Regions from separate parts of the Mus musculus genome. Here region 1 is linked to region 2. Evidence: chromatin contacts called from public Hi-C data. All regions are on one chromosome and are shown on one strand. Each heading gives the region's core, a stretch centred on a gene start, on an enhancer-like site or on the middle of the called end of the contact. The rest is flanking DNA. Distances are from core to core; before and after follow the strand shown.

Evidence for each region. A called contact is a pair of places that touch in the nucleus more often than the background predicts.
Region 1: a Hi-C map of muscle stem cells shows a contact between it and region 2, with 2.3 times the contacts expected there. The contact joins the enhancer-like site here to the promoter of Tdrd7 in region 2. A contact is called at or near these places in 9 of 39 promoter capture datasets (the 3T3-L1 cell line, 3T3-L1-derived adipocytes, the HPC-7 cell line and 6 more), 3 of 484 Hi-C or Micro-C datasets (cortical neurons, muscle stem cells and peritoneal macrophages), 3 of 115 datasets of contacts at active chromatin or transcription factors (T-cell acute lymphoblastic leukemia, bone marrow-derived macrophages and pancreatic cancer cells) and 3 of 9 other capture datasets (adipose tissue, liver and macrophages).

Annotation. Positions count from the first base shown.
Region 1 is chr4:46,085,602-46,091,487 of GRCm38.p6, forward strand. It overlaps Tmod1 (tropomodulin 1), which reads left to right. Exons shown (of 10, transcript NM_021883.2): 5 at 5,245-5,334. Among named protein-coding and RNA genes, the nearest start is that of Gm52729, 12 kb to the left of the region's middle. Within about 2 kb of position 2,405, at least 80 of the 459 cell types and tissues checked have an H3K27ac peak or open chromatin away from gene starts, as enhancers often do. A contact at or near this core is called in adipose tissue, bone marrow-derived macrophages, cortical neurons and 4 more, where this site is marked.
Region 2 is chr4:45,970,456-45,976,047 of GRCm38.p6, forward strand. Tdrd7 (tudor domain containing 7) reads left to right here and starts at 1,842. Exons shown (of 17, transcript NM_146142.2): 1 at 1,842-1,981.

The DNA of each region.
Region 1 (5,886 bases), core at 1,155-3,654, 120 kb after region 2:
ACACCAGCTGTCCCTAGTGCTGGGAGAGAGTCAAGGGGCTGAGATGATGCCAGGCTTTTGGCCTTGGGTAAAAAAGCAGAACCAGGCAGTTGGAAGCAAGCTGTCCTGGATCGACAGAGGCATTGGTGTGGTCAGCCCACCAGAAGGCGACAGTTTGCCCAGGAAGGGATAGATAGACTCTAAAGCCCAGAGAGAGAGGTGAGGGGTCTGCAGGCTGCCTCTGGTCTCCATGTTCTCTCCATAAGATGTTTCCACGAACCAAGTCTTCACTAGGTCCCTCACATACGGTCCCAGTTACCCAGCTTTCCTACCCACTGTGTACCCAGCTGTGGACTTGGTGCTCATGAAAACAAAATTAAGGTGCTGAGGAAACCACTCTGTCCTCACGGAGCAGCGCTACACAGGCCAGTGAGACATGGAATGAGTGAGTAAGAGTGCCACTGTGAGTGGGACAGGAAGAGGGCAAGAGAGGCGCTTGGATTAAATGATAGGGTCACAGGAAATAGACATGGAAGACAAAGTCAAACAAGTGAGGGTGATCTAGGGACAGCATGTTAGGGGAGAGGAAGCTTCAGGTGGGACATTCCGGCACAGTGAGAGCTTCCATCCAGGTCAGGAAGGTGCTTACATAGGAGCCTCAGTACCTGGAGATGTCAGGAGCCTGTCGGAAGCCACAGAACATGCGATGCACTGACCAAGAGGTCACACAAGAGAGGTACATGGTTGACAGTCCACGCACTAACTCATTGAGTTGATATACATTATGGAACACCCATCTGCTAGGACTAATGGATTCCATTCTCTGCCTTTAGGGGCCCAAGAGTAGGACAGGTCAGAAATATGTGACTTCTGAAATGTGAGTTCTGCAATGCAGAGCAGACTCTGGCAATGCAAAGGTCTTGACCTGTGGCCTATGTATGACTTTAGCTTACCGGACGTTGGGAGCCAGCTTCAAACTCTTGAGATTAGCAACGTCTCCTAGACTCACTCAAGGATTTTGTCCCAGCTGGGTTTTAGAGACCCTTGCATTAGGACAGGAATGAGGGAAGGAGACCCACCCTTCCCACCCTTTGCAGGGAGCACCCACCTCCCAAAGACAATGGGCCAGGCCTTAATGGGCTGCCCTCAGGTCGTTGGTGGCTTCCATGTCTCTAAGCACCCATGCTCTGATTCTGAGACTGTCAAGGAATGTGCCTCGCCTTGGAACAGTTTGCCAGCTCCCGGGTTCCGGGCCAGAGCCAGCTTCAGTGCCAGTACCTAGGATGTGAGAACACAGCTCTCAGCCCCCACTCCACCCAGGGTGGCGCGAGCCCCCAACAGCTGGAGAAGCCGAGGGTGTGTACACTGATCACACTGCATTCTGAGTGGACTCACAAACGGAAGGAGCCCTGCCAAGACAGAGAGAGGAAACTGAACTCAATGTTCTTTTTTAAGAGTTCAAAAATAGTCCTTTTCGAGTTTTGAGGAAGATCTACAAAAAAAAAAAAAAGGGGGGGGGGCGGAAAGGAGAAAAAAAAGTCAAGTTCCTTGGTGCTAACAATCGGCTGAGACCTACAAAGAAGGAAGCAACAGAAGACATCAGGGTTTCCTTTGCATCGAACGCTCCTGGGGGCACAAAAACAAGCCAGAGAGAAAGCCACGCTGTGTTCCTAGGGCCACTAGGCTAGTAATGACGATTTTGAGCCAGGCTCTCCCCGCCCCCACTTTTCCTTCCTTTCAGGAACCCAAATTTCCTATGATCTGCCAAGTGGTGCCCTTCCTTCTTCAGCCCGCTATCAGCACGTAAAAACCATCTCTCCAAATATGCTCTTAGTCCCAGAATTCTCCAGGTGAGGGGCTCTTTTAGACATTAGAGCTCTTGGTGGTCCAGTAGACACAGTACTTTTTGCCTTCTATACTAGGAGCATCTCTGCGGAGTCACCTATCAAACCATGTCCCCGGTAGGTGTGGGAGGGTGGTTGACAGTCCCCAGAATGCTTATTCTAGAACTCAGAAGAAGGCTAAAAATGTAAGAATCGCTGAGCCACTGCCAAGTCCCTCGGGAAGGTGAGAGTTAGGCGTTCAAGCACACACTGTTTTGTGGATTCGAAACCCAGGGATCCCAAAGAGGAAATGACCTCTACAAGGTCACCAAAAAAAGTAGTAACAACCCACGCCTCTTTGCTCCTAGTCCCCTCACACACTTCTGTGCCTCTGTCTAATCCCTTCACAGGATGCTGGAGCCCAAGCACCAACTATATTTTGCACTCTTATTTATTTATTCCCTGACCTCTCTGTGTGTGCTCTCAGTCAAAAACAGACATAAAAAAAAAAGTAGTATATTTCATATGATCCCAACCTAGGCAAACCTGAGCTCTGCTGTGGGGGTGGGGTAGGCAGGAGCACCTCCCTGGAAGATTGCCTTGAGGAGGAGCTATGACTCACCTGCTGACTCAGCCCCCGCTGCTCCCTCAGCCCACAGGGACAAAGCCTAAATTAAAACCTCGAGAGCTGGAAAGGCAACAGCTGCCTCTCTCTCTCTCTCTCTCTCTCTCTCTCTCTCTCTCTCTCTCTCTCTCTCTCTCTCTCTCCCCAGCCCTCCACGGTGATGAGCCGGCGAGGCTAATTTTAGCTGAGAAGATTCCTAGGGGAGAGAAGCAGAAGGGACTTTGAGATCATCTCGTCTTCTGGTTCTCAGTTTCCATTGGGGCACCAAAATCACCTCAAGGAACCAGGCATAGTTGGGCATGGCTGTAATCCCAACACTTGAGAGGTTGAGGCAGGAGAATCGTGAGTTCAAAGTCAGCCTGGGCTATATAGCAACACACAGAGAGAGAGAGAGAGAGAGAGAGAGAGAGAGAGAGAGAGAGAGAGAGAGAGAGAGAGAGAGGAGGAGAGAAGAGAGAAGAAAAAAGCAATCCAAAGAAGTTGTAACCCTCAGTCCGTAACAGTGACACTGTTTTAGAGCCCTCCAGATGGTCTGCATATGTAGCTGTGATTGGGGTCTTAAATCACGCTGGCTGGACACAGGAGGTCAGACAGAGGATGGCACAGAGGAGGACATAGTGAGGACCAGAACTTGAACTCCTATGTCTTCTTTAATGCCTGTCCTATTATCCCTCTACCTAAAAAACTTATCTACTGAAATGGAAATTAGAAAGCAAATCACCAACTATTTACCAAATGCCTACTATAGTCCAGGGGAGATTGAAGAGTAGTAATATCCCCCCCTGACCTCTGGAAGCCCACAGCCCAGCAGAGAAAGCATAAAAAAAAAGGTGTCCTGGCACCACCTTCGTACTGAGGTTCACTGTGGCATAGAAAGAATACTGGGAGCTGGGCGTGGTGGTGCACGCCTTTAATCCCGGCACTCGGGAGGCAGAGGCAGGCGGATTTCTAAATTCGAGGCCAGCCTGGTCTACAGAGTGAGTTCCAGGACAGCCAGGGCAATCCAGAGAAACCCTGTCTTGAAAAAAACAACAACAAAAACAAACAAACAAACAAAAAGAATACTGGGTACTGAGAGAAAGGGGGAGGAATCTAAGAAGGCTCCCTAGAGGAGAAAGAGTTGCATCAAATCTTGACGTTGTAGAGATAGGATGGTTAAACAAAATATAGATTATCCAGTTGAGTTTGAGTTTTAAATAAACAGGCTTTGTAATGTCAGCTCTTTAGGAGGCTGAGCCAGGAACATCAAAGTTCAAAGGCAGCCTTGGCTACATAAAGGCAGCCTGGGCAATAGAGTGAGATCTTATCTGAAAATAAAATGTAAAAAGAGGGTTGGGAATATATCTCAGCATTAGAGCCCTTGCCAAGCATGGTATAAGCTCCCAGGCTCAATTTCAAGACCTGGAAAAAGGCCCACAAGTTTGGAATCATTTATCTCAAATATTGAACAGGGCATATTTATGCTAAGGAATTATCATGGACCCAAAGGTCTTTTCTGGCCCAGCGTATGTCCTACTGGGAGGGGGGGGTCATCCTTGTTGTCCCACCACCTGTCCAACCCAACCTGTTCCTCTCCCCGTCTCTCCCAACCTCCAACTCCACTGGTGTGCGTCTGTGCTTCACCACCCACCATCTGCACCGCCTGCAACCTTCTTCCTGCCTTCCTTTGACTTGGCCAACGATCGATCGATCGATCATCCTTCCCTTCCCAAGCCCCCTGCTGTGCTTTTCCAGGATGTTCTTTCAGACACTTGACCCCCTCCTGAGCTTATTAGGGCTTTAACGATTGGCCCTTGCTCAGCTCTGCTTGGATTGGCCCTTGCTCAGCTCTGCTTGCGCCCACTAGGTCGTAAACTACATGGGCAGACCTCCTGCCTTTCATAGTTCAGTTCCTCTGAGCTGGCACACAGTGAATGTGCTCAGCAAATGCCAAAGAAATGAATGAGCGAAAGAATTAGCGTGTAGTCATGAAGCTGTGTTGGCATCTCCAGAAAGATCTTTCTGGCTGTTCTATGCTGAGTGTTGGGAAGTAGACAGCAGGAAGAAACTAAAGTCATGGTAACACGGCTCTGTTAATGCAGATGTCTCTCCAGGAACAATGGGGCAATGGCCTGATGGGTTCCACCCTAAGTTGGAAATCTCATAAATCAAGATGCACTTACTGCCTGGCTGAACACAACAGCACTCCTGACTGAGGGTGCCGCCATGTTGGTTTTTTTTTCTCCTGGTGATGGTAGATTGACTGAGCTCAGGTTCACTGACCTGATCTAGAATCTTGGGTATCTTATCAGATGCCTCCAGCCTAGAAAAGATAAAGATGTAAGTCACAATGCAGCTCCTACTGACGTGTAACACTTTCGATAACATCACAAGACTGAAAGATTATAATGGGACCATTGTAAGGTGACGGCAGTGAGAAAAGAACAGATTTTCAACCAGGGCAGAGGTACTGACAAGGGAGATGGGACAACCTGAGAGACCTCAGGAGGTCAAAAGGGTCTGAGGGACAGGGTAGAAGACAGAAATGCCCTCCTTGGAAAAGACTCATTCTGTTGGGTTGTGTTGGGTGGGTGTACCCATTGGACCTCAAGGAGATCTGGAAATCTGTGGCCACAACCAAAGAGAGGTCTAGGGAGGTTGGGTGTCTGAGAATCACATGAACGAAAGCTAGAATGATGATAACCCACAGTTTTACATTTTTGTGTACATGTTTCTTACCATTTCTGTGAGCAAAGCTCCCAGCATGTGGAAGATGGGTCCCCGGGAGATATTTCTGACCGCAGGAGCAGAGTCATAGACCTCCCTTTGTCCCCACAGCTATCCTGGGCATGCACACACTCATGAGCAACCAGCAGTACTACCAAGCCTTGGGCAGCAGCTCCATCGTGAACAAGGAGGGGCTCAACAGTGAGTATCCACAGCCCCACTTGGCTGCCATCCCCTCCCCTTGCAGGGCCCCGAGACTGGCTAACAGAGGGCACCTTGGAAAAGAGGCGCCTCCTCCTGCATCTCAGTGCGGTGCCTCTGATACTCTGGCTTACTGCACATCTTACCTAGGAAAATCTCTTCATCTTGTCCTTTAAGTCTGCTGGGTATTTGTCTTGTTATCAAAGCCTTCTTCATCTCAATGCCACGTTTTCTTCTAAAGGTTTTAGAGATTCACTTCTTATATTAGGTGTCTTATTCCTCCCAAAATTGATATTTTCTGTGCAACGGGATGAGATTCGACGTCATTTAGAGTGTGTGTGTGTGTGTGTGTGTGTGTGTGTGTACTTGTGGAAGCCAAAGGCCAGTGTCTGCCTTGGTTGCTCTCCACCTTATTTCTTGAGACCGTCTCTCAGTCAGCCTAGAACTCACTGACTTGGCTAGACTGGCTGCCCAGTGAGCTCCTGGGATCTCCCTGTCCCCACCTCCCCAGTACTGTAACTACAGGCACAGGCTGCTGCACCAAGATTCCTT
Region 2 (5,592 bases), core at 592-3,091:
GATGGTTGTTGCGCAACTGGATACATTTGTTAAAACTCATCAGACTGCCGTACTTAAAAATATTTGCTTGTGGCAACTATTCGTAAATAAAGCTGGTTATGGAAAACTAGCTGCAGCACATGACTTTTCTTTGTATATCGGATACAGCAAAGGGGGGGACATATCTATAAGCATAAAGGACCTCAGACTTAGGGTTCATGCACATTGTTTCATGATTTATTTTATATACAGAATTCAGTATTGCCTAATTCCCTATCCCCACAGCCATCCTCTCAGTTCACTGATGCTGTTTTTACCCTTCCCTCCATCAGAATGTGGAGCCAGGGCATGTCAGAGTATTATTACAGAGTCCAAATAAAGAGCTGGCTTTATTCTAGGTCTCTGGAAGCCACTGTCATGTTTAGTTTAGCGGACAGGGCAGGGAGAAAGACATCTGAAACAGACTGAAATAGAATCAAGGCAATGTAGAGAATTCTGTTTCAGAGACACTTCGGCAGCTTTAGGCAGGGACCAGATGTGAGATTATGAAAGAGAACAGTGTTCAAAGAACACCCCTGGTCAAAGCCTTAAGACAGAACCTACTGAGCACAGGATATCCGGCTTTTCACGATCTCCTTCCAGTCTATTCATCGCCTACTGCAGCTTCCCAATGAATGCAAAGTTCCTTAAGCACAAGGTTTATAGGCCCTATACACTGTTGCTATTTGTCAGCAGGTATTGAGTCTGTAACAGTTAATTGTCTGCTCACCCACTGAAGGATGTTTATGCTATCTCTGTGTCTTTAAGTATTGCAAGCAAGGCTGATTTAAACATCCTTGTACGGGTCTGTGATGAATAAGCCCTTTCCTTTCTCTTGGGTCAATACCAGGGAGTGGAAACTCAGGGAGCCAAGGTTATAAAGTACTAGTGTATGCAACGACACAGAAGAGTCTCAATAGAATTCTGATGAGTGAAGAAAGCCAGATCCTCCCCCTTAATGACAATACATATGAAATAATTATATTTATATAAAACTCCAGAAAAAGCAAGAGCTCTATAGTAAGTAAGTGGGCACTTACAGGACTAAACGGTAGGGAATGAGGCAAACATTATAGAAAGAGAGAGAACTTTGAGGGTGTGGCTATGTTCCTCATGTTACTATCTGTGATTGTTTCTCTGTTGTATGCATACCAAACACATGAAAGTGTACATTTGAATCGTGCAGCTTATAGTATGGCAAGTGTACCTCAAACTGTTAAAAAAAATTGCTGATTGAGTAAGCAGCAGCAGGCTTTCAGCAAAAATATACAGAATGATGCCAAGTTTTCACAACGGGTTAAAGCAATCCAGCATTAAATAAATGTTAGTGGAATTACCGTGGAGTGAATAAATAGCAGCTATTCAACGTGTTTTGAATGAATTAAAGAATTTGATAAGTATTTATTTTATGCTTATTATATACTGGGCAGTGTTCTAGGATCTCTGCCCTCAAACAGCTTTAGTTTTAGAGCAGTGGATGAAAGCAGCGTTGTTACACACGCGTGAAGGGTATGTGGCAAAGCATTTTAATATAGTCCCCCTCCTCCAAAGAGTGACCTAGAAGACAGCTAAAGACAGACTGTCTAGAAGATGAAAAGAAGTATTGAGATGCTGAAGAGAACGAACTTTGTGGAAAGAGAAATAAATCCACACCCCGAGCGTCAGGACGGCGTGCGCACGCGCAGAAACCGCTAGGCGGCGTCGGTTTCCCTTCTCACACGCGGACCTCGAAGTGGGCAGCCGTGGCCGGAGCGCCTGCGTCTGCGCAGAGCTAAGCCGGCCGGCGAAGGGGCGGGGCGTGGTGCGACGGGGCGTGGCCCAGAGGGCGGGGCTTTAGGTGATTCCCAAGCCACGGCTCAGGCCGTGCGGGGAAACCGAAAGTGGGCGGCGGCCGCCCTGGCGGAGGGAGCGGAGGGAGCCGGGCCCAGAGGCGCGGGCTTGGGCCGCGGGTCCCCGGGACGAGGTGAGCTCGGTCGGGGCGCGACAGGTGCGGGCGACGCGGGGCGGGCTGCGGGACGGCAGGGCACGGGCAGGACAGCGGCTGGGCGCGGCGCCTCAGGCCCGGGCCTGGTCCCCGCCGTGGCGGGGTTCCAGAGCGTCGTGCGTGACGCCCCGGGACGTCCACCCAGCCGGTCGCGGTGCAGCAGGAGCTGCAGAGGGGGGCGTGGGAGGCGCGCAGCTCTGAGCAGGAAGTAGCTCCCGGTCAGGAGCAACCGGCCTCGGCCGCCCGTGCTGGGCAGCGGTACCCGAGCTCTGCGCAGTTGTGCCAGCCCCGCGGGCCACACTGCGGCGGCCTCCGCCCTCGAGACCGGCCGGTGCAGGCCGCGCACATCACACAGGACCTACACGTAGCCGTTCCTGTCAACCGTGAGCGCTGGGGAGGAAACAAGCATTCACGGAGAAGTTGTCTTGGAAGTCAAGTGGGAGCTGACAGCCTTTCTGCTCCTGTCCGCTTGAGGGTACATTTCTGTCAATATCCAGGGCTACCACTACCCAGTCATCTTGGGGAGCAGGGAAGAGAGGTGTGTATAGATGTTAAAGCCCAACCCCAAAGGATTCTGATACCAACACCACAAACTAACCGAGAAAACCACGATTCGTGTTGGTGGTGCCCACCTATGCTCTGCAGGTGGACGTTTGCAGAGAAGTGTTCTTGGAACTAGAAACGCCTTTAGTGGCAGAAGTGTAATTTAGAACTAAATCCCTGTCTCTTCCCGACCTCCATGATGTGGATGAAAATGTGGCATTCTACAGTGCGGCCTTTGCAGATAATGTATTGGAATCTGAGCTTCTAAAGCTTAAATGTAAGGTCGGGAATCAATTGCACCTCTGGTCTCTAAGTCTGCTCAAGAACCGAATGGGAATAGCTAACTGACCCTTTGAAGTGTTCTCAAGACAAGATAAGTCTTTGGCTCATAATAATAATCTTCTAAAGAGGCTTTCTATTTACCCAAACTGCCCATATTTTACAGGTTGGGATTTCAAGGTTTTTGATGACAGGGACACGCAAATTTTTAGGATAAGTTAGCATATAGTGTAGACTCAGCTGACGTAGGCGAGCTTCAGTTACATGCAAAGGACTGTGCTGGCCATAGAGCCCGCAGCTCCTCAGCCCTTCTCTTTGGTAGATTTTCTCTTTGCTAAGACAGTGAGGCAGCACTTGGCAGTGCCTTAAGATTTTAGTCCCTGTGGATTGAAAGTGGAATGTAATCCCTGCTAATACCCTTTTAAATGCGCCACATGAGACTGGCTGGGTGAGCTATTGTGTTGCATCTGGAGTTTAAAGCTCCTAGAAGGATCGCTCTTTTTAAGTTTTCTAATATTTGTTGGGTGTTTAATAGAAATGTAAAGAAAATGCACTTTATAACTCAATTCTGGGTGCCTGTTTTATGTTTGATGAAGTATAAATAGCAAAAATTAAGCTTTGATGTAGAGGAAAATATCTGGATGCTTTCATGAGTCAGGAGTTTATCGTTGCTTGGAGTGAGTTTGACTTTCTTATTTCTATGAATTTGCTTTTTCTTTGTGCCAAACTTGCTGTTTCTTCTCTTCATCCCGTCTCTGTTCTTCATTGTTTCCAAAGTTCCCCCATGAGGCCAAAGATGTCTTTTCAAACAAACAAAAAGTTGGGTTTTTTGTTGTTGTTGTTGTTTTGTTTTTTTGTTTTTTTAGTTGAAGTATGTGTCAGTCAGATAACCCAGTGTGATTTCCAGTCAGACGTAGTATTTCAGTCTGTGCAGCTTTGTCATGAGCAAGCAAACCTATAATGCCCATGAGAACTTTGAAGCTCATTACCTCTTCAAAGGATTAGAAGAAAGCAGAGAATCAGTGTGTAGTGAGAAATTTGGTTTCTCTGGGAAAAAAACAACAACAACAAAAAAACCCAACCAAACAAAAAAACCCAACCAACACCCTCCCCCCATCCACAGAAATATTATAGGAATATGTTTTTGTTTTAATCCCAGGTGTGGCATGGGGGACTGCTTTAGATTGTCAGCAGCAGCTCAGTTGTCTCATGCTCTAGCAGGGGTGTGATTTTGCCAGCTGTGGATAGTTTCTGCAAACATGTGACATTTGGAATTCTGGGGACTCTTGAAAGGGTATATAACTGTTAGAACCTGGAGGTAGGCAGGCATGGTTGCAGCGGCTGCTGTGGCTACTGCTCCTCTTCCTCCTCCCATCCCTGCTACTCCTCCTCTCCCCCTCCTCCTCCTGCTCCTCCTCTTCCTGCTCCTTCTTTCTCCTCCTGCTGCTGGTTGCTACTACTGGTTGGTGGTGGTTGTTGTTGCTCTTTGTTGCAGTTTGTCAAGTGGTCCTGTGCAGAGACCAGAAGAAGACATTGGATATCCTGACAGCAAAGATTAACGCCCCAATCAGCAAGAAGTCTAATGACATCACCACCCCCTTTCCCCTCTAGCCTTCTTCCTCTCCTACCTATTGTTGGGGAGTTGGGAGGGTGGAATAGGGGTGGAGAAGGGTGGAAGGAAAAGAAACCCACATAGTAGTAGACGTGCAGCTACACCAGTGGCTCTTCCCTTATTCATTATCCTGCACATAAAAAAGGAGACCAAAATGAATTGCTCAAAGAGGCAAGGGTGCTCAGTAGTTAGAGGTAGGGTTGAGACCCAGATCCCTGACCAAATCATCATGCTATGTAGATTCATAAAACTAGTTAATGAGATACTATGTAGTGGCCAAAATAAATAATATGAAATAACGAAAAAGAAAAACTGCTTCCTAAATACTTGGAAGGAAGATAATACTCTTTCTTTTAAAACTGGCTATAGGTAGACTTATTTAGGTTTAACAAGTAGACTGCAATTAGAAGGAAAACAGCCCCATAAGCTTGCACACAGTGCGTGTGGTGGTGCATACCTATAATCCCAGCACTCTGGAGGCCAATGGAAGGCTGCATAGGGAGACCTTGTCTCTAAAATTAAAAACGGAAAGCAACCCCACACACCTTGTAATATGGGAAATTGCTGGGTAAGGATCTTGGATAAATTCCTCCCCTCTCTGAGGCTGTTTATTGCTTTGTAAGATGAAAGGCTTGAGCTAGCCTAAGTGATGTCTAAAATTTTCAGCACACATCCTGAGGCTTTTAGATCCCCACTTGTAAAGCCCCAGAATGTGTCTTTCGGAGAGAGCAGCAGTCACCTGAAGTATATACTTAAATCAGTGGTTCTCAGCCTTCCTAATGCATTCCCTCATGTTGTGGTGACCCCCAACCGTAAAGTATAACTTTCATTGCTACTTCATAATTGTCATTTTGTGACTGTTATGGAGTCAGGATGCACAGACTGAGAGCCATTGCAGTAAGACAATGTTCAGATGTTTCAACATTGAGTGAGTAGCTGAGAAGCTAGGAGAGTTTACCCTAATAACCTGCTGTGTTTATTTGGGAAATTCGAATTCATGCTGGGAAAAGTGTTGTGGGAAAGACAAGACAAGTGATACAGTTAGAAATAGTTAAAAAAGAGAAACTTAACAGGAGAAAACCTACAGATGAGAGCCATACTAATGTCACTGTGGTTAGCCGATAGACCCCAGTCACCATAGGACACAAGAGGCATA